2 separate regions of the Anas platyrhynchos genome follow, and region 1 is linked to region 2. Evidence: chromatin contacts called from public Hi-C data. All regions are on one chromosome and are shown on one strand. Each heading gives the region's core, a stretch centred on a gene start, on an enhancer-like site or on the middle of the called end of the contact. The rest is flanking DNA. Distances are from core to core; before and after follow the strand shown.

The links. Hi-C and Micro-C count contacts between places; a contact is called where the count stands out from the background.
Region 1: a Hi-C map of skeletal muscle shows a contact between it and region 2, with 4 times the contacts expected there. The contact joins the enhancer-like site here to the promoter of CYCS in region 2. A contact is called at or near these places in 3 of 8 Hi-C or Micro-C datasets (liver, skeletal muscle and small yellow follicle).

What each region holds. Positions count from the first base shown.
Region 1 is chr2:125,521,767-125,526,421 of IASCAAS_PekinDuck_T2T, reverse strand. OSBPL3 (oxysterol binding protein like 3) reads right to left here. Exons shown (of 26, transcript XM_027450954.3): 19 at 3,035-3,172; 20 at 142-205. Among named protein-coding and RNA genes, the nearest start is that of GSDME, 26 kb to the left of the region's middle. Within about 2 kb of position 2,536, at least 1 of the 8 cell types and tissues checked has an H3K27ac peak or open chromatin away from gene starts, as enhancers often do.
Region 2 is chr2:125,409,457-125,414,039 of IASCAAS_PekinDuck_T2T, reverse strand. It overlaps CYCS (cytochrome c, somatic), which reads right to left and starts at 2,508. Exons shown (of 3, transcript XM_027447873.3): 1 at 2,350-2,508; 2 at 1,841-2,017; 3 at 1,256-1,677. The coding sequence starts at 2,009. The coding sequence ends at 1,529. It overlaps LOC106018530 (a long non-coding RNA gene), which reads left to right and starts at 2,619. Exons shown (of 2, transcript XR_001192679.5): 1 at 2,619-2,982; 2 at 3,079-3,553.

The DNA.
Region 1 (4,655 bases), core at 1,287-3,786, 110 kb before region 2:
AAGGCTAGGATTTCTTAAAGCCATTCTGATATGATATAAAAAGGGAAATTAACCTTTTCCCCATTTCAGAATATTTCATGTTAGGCACACAATGAAACTACTATGAAGGCTGTAAAAGTAAATGATAGACGAAAAGGTTACCTTGCCAAAAAGCAAAATTCACAGATTCAGCATGGCATGCAGAAATAGGCGGATGGTGACTGACCTAATAGCAAGACATGAAAGGGGAAAAAAAGATGGACATGTTAACACTTGAATAGTCGTGGGGTTTTTTGTTTATTTTTTTCCCTTTTTCCCTCTCATTTTTCATTCATATATCACATTTACAATCTGAACATTTGCTTTTCTTTTGCAGTTCTTTCCTAAAGGGGGAGCCAGTGAGACTAGTAAGGTACTGAGACCTGAGAAAACTAGAAAGAAATGGGAAGCATGCTTTAGAAGGCCTGTGAATCTGTTCATCAAATGAAAATCTAACTATATATTCTGCACATTGTCTCTAATGTGATAATTACAGTTAATCTGAAGGCTCCATTCATATATTAACAGAAGCTGCACTTTAAGTACATAGGAAAAAGTAAAAAATACCAACCAAACAAAAAACAAGAGGCTAAATTACTCTGTACAGTAAATACCTACAGATCACTCAGTGTGAGGCAGGAGACAGCAATCAGTACCGCTGAAGGGGGGCCAAACGGGTGGAGAAATACAACCATGAAATTCCAGCTACCAACACCCACCTACTACTGCACTCGTGAGACCTCAGGTTTTTCTTGTATGAAACTCTAACCACACGCACTGCATTTTATCAGCATTGGGTAAAAGCACATACATGAACTGGAGCAATGACCGAAACAGCAAAGTGAGGACTGTAAGTAAATAAATACTCAATGCATACTATTAAAAGAAAATATTAAATAAAAAGGTGATTGCACAGGTGTGCAAAGGTGATTGCACAAAGCAAAAGCAACCACTCCTCCTCAGCTGCACCTTCTCCATTCTGGGTGACCAGGACTTAAAACTGACCAGGCCAAATACTCTGATGTGTAATACTGTTCTTTGACAAAAACACCTTTATTTTCAAGTCTAGTTGCTTTCCTACTACACATTTCATTTCTTAACCACACATACATGTTTCAAATGCAGTTTTAATTTCTTCTTTGTTGTTCATTTTGCAAATTTATTACTGAGCTCTTCCTTCCTTCCTTCCTTCCTTCCTTCCTTCCTTCCTTCCTTCCTTCCTTCCTTCCTTCCTTCCTTCCTTCCTTCCTTCCTTCCTTCCTTCCTTCCCTCCCTCCCTCCCTCCCTCCCTCCCATTCAGTTCTTCACTGAACAACCTCTACTTGGTTAAAAAAATAAAGCAGTGCTAATTCCTGTCAGCTATGGCCTAATCCACCGGGAGCAACACTCTCTCTCTCACATACTGCACCCAGATTAGCCCCAGATGTCACTATAATTCCTGGGTTAAACTTAGCTCTCACTTAAACTGTTATAATTCCAGAGTAAGGTCATGGAGCTAAGTAGAGCTATTATGAACACACTCTAGTCATGCAACAGAATCTCTGTCATTTTATACATTTTGCATATCTACCCCATGGATTGCACACTGTCCGTGCTAACAAGTTATCTACAGTAAGCATCAAAAGGCTTGCACAAACAAGCAACAGCTCCTGATGGAAAAAGATTTATTTAATGCTTGCAAGCTCTATGGAATTTCTTTCTTCCTACACCACCTTCCCTTCCTAATATTCCTCAACACTACACTAGTATACTAAAACTTTACCATCTATAAACTCTTGTCACTTATTACACACAGTTATAGAACAGTTACTAACAACTTAAGAATCCTCCTGTTTTAAAATTCTCCTTCAGTAAAAGCTGCCTTGTATTGATTCGTCCAGTATCAAGGGGAAAAACTTCTCAATTCAAACTCACATTAAACTCAGTATCAAACTTTTATTAACCACTTTGCTACTCCAATTTGATGTTACACTGGTACCTTCAGTGTGCTATATGTTACCTTAGAACTAAATACAATAAAGCAACAGACACATTGCTTGAACTTTAATTCGATTCTCGCTTTGACTGCTTTGTTTTTTCCCTTATTTTTCTCTTGCCCATGATACTTCCTGAGAACAAGGAAAGATCACAGAGCATTCCTTTTTGTCAGCTGTAGAACATGGTGTACAAAATGTGTCAAAACCACAAGCTTCTTTTAAGACTTTTTCTGATCAGGTTTCTAGGTTGTACAGCTTTGACTACCACACTTCTGTATTTTTTGTTGTTGTTGTTATGTCTAGACAAAACAAGACAGCTTTCAATCATTCTTACACCCTGATAGGCACCGGAATATTTAAGTTTTATCTCTTTTTAACATATGCCTCAAGCTTAGCAATTTTGGTAACTCAACTGGTTTAAATTTAATATTTTTTGCCCACGCTTAATAATTACTCGTCTATTGAAGCACTATTTTCAGCAACAGTCAGACCTTGATGTGTTGTATACATTCTTCAGCTACTAAGCTGTGATACTAGGCTCAGCCCACTAAATATTTGGACAGCAAGGAGAAATATTCAAGGTGCCATAAAAAATACTAGTGGTTGACTGACTCGTATGAGTGAAATATTTGTCATTAAAAAAGACATTAAACAGCTGAAAATATAGTAGTTTTTAATGATCACACAAAAGAACATGACAAGAACATGAAGGCTCGTTGCAGCAGTGATCAGACTTCAGTGTGGGGAACTGTACTCCCCTTAACCAAGATATCTAGGTGCTGGAGTAGACAAACTGCCAGCCTTTGCTTTCGACTGCCAGCTGTTGGTTGTCATGTTCCATGCCAGAGTTAGCTGAGTTTCCTCAAAAAACAAAGCAATTTCCTTCATTTATAATTCTGTAGGACCCCTTGAGATTTGCTGGGCTAAGGTTAGGTAACAGTAATTTTACATTTTGCTATTAACTCTAAAGGATACCAGCCATGCACTCAGCATTAAGCAGCCTATCAAACAGCAAATGTAAGGGGTGCAGCACACAGTACCTGTTCCGCAAAGAACTGGAAACCCTTATCTTCACGAACACATTCATAGGTTTCTCCAAGAACAGGATTAAATGGCTTACTTCCAGCTCGGTAGTAACTGGAGGCATACGCAGATACTGCAAATGCAGCTATATACACCTGGGAATAACATACATGGAATTTTGGTTAATTTACCACAGTCATGCATATTTTTTGCTATAGATTGGGATTTAACAGAAGGAAAAAAGAGTATGAACGTGTATGCCTCCTCCTGCAGGTTAAACACTGGATCACACATAACAGAAGTATTCAGTTTTCAGTCATTCAGGGGTTCACTGATGCATGGAGTTACTAGGATCAAACTCTGCAAATTTAATCAACTGAAAGCAGTGTCTCTGAAAACTGTTTGAAACAACTCAGCCTTTTGGAACATGCACAGTTCAAAGCAGTAACTTTAAAAATCACTGTTAGATATTTTTTAAACTGGCTTTTACAGTTACAGTCTGTGATTCTATGGATCTACATGCCACCCTTGTCCTAAACATGGCACACGAAGCATTAAAAGAGTTTTCACAAAATTTATTATGTCCAACACAGTTTGAATTGCCTTTTATCTATTGTATGCTATTACCTAATAATGAAACTGCTCTTTATTACAATTAAGGAACAGGAGATCCTTCCAAATTATTACAGTCAACACAGTATAACTCCTCCCAAGCCTGAGGAATTAGAATTAGTTTTGTTCAATTCATGTCTCCTCTGTACCGTTTTTCTCCCTTTTCATTCCCTTTTCCTCATCTTGTGAAAGAGTAGATGCTTTCCTTTCACAATTTCAGAAACCAAATTGATAAAAGAGCCATTCTAAACTGAACTATGGCAATTACTGTGCAACAGCTAACATTAATTTTGCCTCAGGAATTTCTCAAAGGCAAAGAATACTTCATTCTGAGGCAATTTTCAGATGCTTAGTTGTAGGAAGGAGAGAAAGATTTCTTTTCACCCTGATGTGAAAAACTACTGCTCATTTCCTTTTAATGCATGTTCTCAGGAGAACAACAAAAAGGTTATGCACCTAAAAAACAAATAAACAGCCACACCCTCTATCCTGAGAAGAGAACAGACACTAAATTGTAATCCTTGCAGACTGTCAGAATGAAGTTTCTTTTCAAACAGTATTTATAACAAAACTATTTACATTCATTAATAGCCTCTTTTTAACATAAGATATATTGACTTGAAAAGGCTTGACTTAGTTTAAGGTATAATCCATAGCTTCCATTTAAGAGAATTTTGAAAGCTTTTAAATCTTTTATTTATAGGCCTTAAGAAAAGATTTATTGTAACTTTCATACTCATGAAAGAAACATATTAGCTCAATTCCTCCTTCTTTTTTCCAAGTTTAAATCTTGGAAGATTGAAAGAGTAAGAAAGGAAGAGGAAAAGCTGCAAAACAGAGTTAAACTAGTACGTTACTTAACCTTGCAGGACAGCAAGGCATTTAAGGAGATACGCTTTCTGACAAAACAACAGAAATTAGGCAGAAGAATCAAAAGTAGAGGGTATGTAAGCATGCCCAGGCACGCTTAAGGGGTTTGCTTCCCTCAGCTTGGAGAAAAAGAAAAATGGAACAGAATATCTTCAT
Region 2 (4,583 bases), core at 1,259-3,758:
GAAACACTTGTGCATTCAGTTTTAAAAAAGTCACTAAACAGAGTAACACTAACAAAACGTCTCAGTGGTTTATTCTAATTCTTGTAGTGTACTGGGACTAACAGCCCTTCAGAACTCGATCGTTAAAGCATGCTGTTCTACCTGACATAACTCAGAAACATCAGTTCTATAGCACACCTACAGCTTCCATGCTATTTTGAGTTTTCTACCCCATCCAATTTAGGAAGCGCAGCAAAAGTAGTGTTAAAAAACAGGTAGGATAGCCTAGCTGTGCTGGTTCTGGTTTGAAATGCTTTCTGACCTTGCCACACCGACCACTTTTCACACTAGCTCCATTAGCATTTACTCCTTTCATGCTGAGCTTTTGCTTGTCTTGTAATGACAAAGCCAGACACCCAACTTTCCTCTTTGCCCCACTGTTTCTCACTTAAATGTCAGACACATACAGAAAACAAAACTTTCAATACTTTTAATTTATCAGGTTGATTACTCTGAGTTGTGCTTGTGTTGTACACAGTAAATACATTCATCTGTACAATTCAATTAATTTGAAGAAAATGCAGTTAAAATGCTGCTTTACACTTGAAACAGACCCTTCTGTAGTGATATAGGCTCCAGGTAGGCACATAGGAAGACAATTTCCTTTTAGTCTACCAGTGCATTTATTCCTGTACTTGTTCATCAGAAGTTGCTTTTAAACAGTAGATTTTAGGTTAGTGCTTTTGCTGAAGTAAGCTTTTATTAACTCTCAACTTGGTCTTTAGTAATTATCTTTCCAGAACATGTTTTTCTTTCATTACACTACAAATGGTTGTTTTCTGAAGATTTACTGAACACAGGCTTTCAACAACATTTACAAAATATGAAGACGTTTCTGGAATTATAATCTACTGGTGCATGCAACTGTCAAAGTCCAGATAAATCAAGTAACATGCTTCCCCGGATAAAAGTGCCTGAGCACAGTTACCATTTCACAATTAGTAAGAAAGTGAAATTGTGTCCTTATCCCAAGTTTTAGACAGATTAATATATATACCACAACACCCTGTACTGATCAAATTTAGAAATTTCTCTCTTTATATATATACATATTTTTTAAAGTAAATCTTTAAAGTAACGTCACAGACTTATGGTGGAAGATGCCAAGGCCCATCCTCCTTTTTCATCTGGCAGAGTTGGGCTGCTAAACCTGTTCCATTACTAACAATTACTCATTCAATGTTTTTTTTTTTTTAAACAATAAAGAGGCCAGAAGTATTGTTTTGTTTTTTGTTTTTAATTCCATAATCAAGAATGACTGAACATTATATTCATTTGAACCAATCCAATTACATAGCTTCCATAAGTTAGTGGCTGCCAAACAAGCGTGTAGTCCAGCACCCCACCATGAGCAACGTTATCTGTTGGTTAAGACCAATTTTAAGGTTAGACATGGTACATGTAAAAATAGAACATTTAAAAACCAATCTCGTCACAGATATTTGCATTGCCATCTCCTTTGTGAAATAAATAAGGCAGCAGATATCTTCTACTTCGCAGTGGCATCTTTCAGATATGCTATCAAGTCTGCTCTCTCAGACTTCTTCTTAATACCCGCGAAAATCATCTTTGTTCCTGGGATGTACTTCTTTGGATTTTCCAAGTACTCCATCAGGGTATCCTCACCCCAGGTGATACCTGGAAGAAAGAAGATAAGATGGTTAGAGCTGTCAAAAGTGAAACATACTTCCTTGTCCTCCATGTTACCTTGCTTTCTGGCAGTCTTTAGTACTTGTAAGACTACCATCAAGGAGTGAATGTTTTGGTCTGCAGTGGCTCAGAGAAGCAGCTTTACGCTCACCTTTGTTCTTATTAGCATCTGTGTAGGAGAAGCCCTCAGCCTGCCCGGTCTTGCGCCCAAACAGGCCGTGTAGGTTGGGGCCGGTCTTGTGCTTGCCCCCCTTCTCAACCGTATGGCACTGGGAGCACTTCTGCACGAAGATCTTCTTGCCCTTCTCCACGTCGCCCATCTTCAGCGCTAGAGCAGGAACACAGCGAGAGGTCAGCGCGGGCACCAAGGTCACGCAGCTCCGGGGGGCTCCGCCGGGCCCTGCGCTGGCTCCCGGCACCACACCCGCGGCCCGCGCGCCCCGTCCCAGCCCCTAAGGCCCATCCCCGGGCTGCACCCGCCGGGCGCGACCGTTACACGCAGCCAGCCCCCCCCGGCCATAACGGTCCCTAACGGTCACTAACGGTCCCCAACGGTCCGGCCGGGACACGGCAGCGCCGGGCCCAGCCGCCGCGGTGGGAAGCGGAGCCCAGGCCCGCTAGGCCTCAGCCCAGGCCCCCCGCAGGCCGCGGCCCCCGCACCTGCCCCGCTGCCGCCGCCGCTCCCCGGCCGCCCCGCACCGCCCGGCGTCTGCCCAAGGACACGCCGGACTCCGCCCTATGTAACCCGGTGTCGGTGCAGCCAAACCGCGCCGCAACTGCAGCCCGCCCACTCCGGCGCGCTAGCCAATCAGACCTCCGCTGTCTGGCTTCTGATTGGTTGAAACGCCCGTCTGTCAATGCCAACGTCACGGCGCCGCAGGCTAGCGGGGTAGGTTGCGCTTCCTGCGGAAGGCGCCGCGCGCCGCGCTGTGACGTAACGACAAGGGGCGCGCGGGGAAAAGAAGGGGGGGGGGGGAGGAAGGGGAGGGGGCGCCCGGCGCATGCGCACGGCGGGAGGCGAAGCAAAGGTCGACTCCTGGCGTGACCCCTGGCCTCTTTCATCGTTAAAAGACAAAGAGCAGAAAGTGCCTTTTAAGCTGCTTTAAGAAATCTCAGTGGTGTAAATTCTTAAGCTTCTTTAAGCACTTCATGTGGACTGATGCAAGCTTCTTTAAGGACTTGATGTGTGCTAATTACTGACATCCATTCAAAAGGTCTCCTTTTCTTCACAGAGTGCAGACTTCAGGCATCTTTAATTCCTTTAGTTTCTTCTAGGTTTTGGTGTCTAAAAATGTATGCTCCATACTAGGCATTGCATGTTGAGCTTCACAACCACTCCTTGTGATGCATGTGGAAGGACATTGTAGCAATTTTTATTTTTTTCCTCAGGGATGCTGTTTATGAAAACTGTGCCTTGATTGAAGACGGCTGAATCCAGTTTTATTAAACATATAAAATAACAAAATGTTCTCAGGGAAGATACTGAACCTGGGAGGCTTTCAGCGCTGAAGGTGGATATACCAAAGATCCATCTGTAAAATGAACTGTTACCTTCTTATAACTGTTCATGTCTTCTCTTCTAATATCTGCCTTACACCTCACCACCCAGATGCTGCCGTTGTGATGCAGTACCGTTCCGTGAAGGTGTAAATATTACAAAAGGGAACATTCACAGGTTTTTATACTGTATTGTTTGTAGAAGTTATATTGTAGGACAGAATGTATTGTGGGATATCTAGAGGCAATGCAGAAGACAAAGTCAGGGCTTTTGTGGCTTAGCATTGCATGAGTAAACTAAATTGATTCATTTTCAATGCACAGTTACTTTCCCATGTATTAAAATTAATTGAAATGTTTGCTTTGATGTGGTTTGCCTGGAACGTTTGTGTTTTAATCTGTCAGTTATTCCCTGTGGTTACACCTGAAATGCCTTTGTATTTTTACTCCCTCAGACCATTATAAACTAGAACAATGGTTCTTTTGCAGTCAAAATTACTGCTATGAAATTCTGTCCTGAACGAAGAAAAGATAAACCAAATATGCACTGAAGTTCAGTAGTAAAGAAAATGTAGCAAAACAGCCAAACGGTTCTCTTAAGAGGTACACTGCAGATAAAAGAAGAAAGAAGGCCTTATAGGACTAGGCCAGAACTCAGGAAAGTATGGTTTATTTCTCAGTTTTGTGATAAACGTCTTGTGTGGTCTTTGACAAATATGTTATAACCAGTTCCTTGTATTGACATCATTCAGTGTTGGTGGATCAGCGATTTGTGCCGTGGTCACAGTGGTGTGCACTGGTTTTAAGAAAGATCTGTACAGTGAGTCATAAATCTCACCAGGTCAGAAAACAATACTGGCTACTTTGTACTGTTAGGATTTATTATTATTTTAGGCTGTTCAGAGGACCTGGATCGTCTTGTCTCAGAGAGAGGCCAGACAGTCCAGGCAATGCACAAAGCAGGGCGGGCAGCTGGGAAATTGCCAACATATCTCCTCGCTGAATCAATCGCACAACCATTATAATGCAATGACTTACTGACTGTTAAATTTACTGATGAGTTTAACAGGTGTGAAAATATTGAAGTACTTTGTCCTCTCTTTCATGCTGCAGATTTATGTTACAAGCATGGGTTTGCATTTTATAGCCATTTAGTAGAATCTTCAGGACTGGGGCAGGTAGAAATCTCTGTCATTCCCAACAGCTGGCCTGTGGGGAGCCGGGTAGATTAAGAAGATCCAGGATAAAGAGTCACTCTTCATCAACTTAAAATGGCCACAGAGCTCTGATTGTTAACTCAAGTGGACTGCCTCACTCAAGCATTTTTTCTAGTACCTGCTTATACACTGACAGAGGAATTATCTGTAGAGTGAATTAAGATTATAATGAGGTCTTAG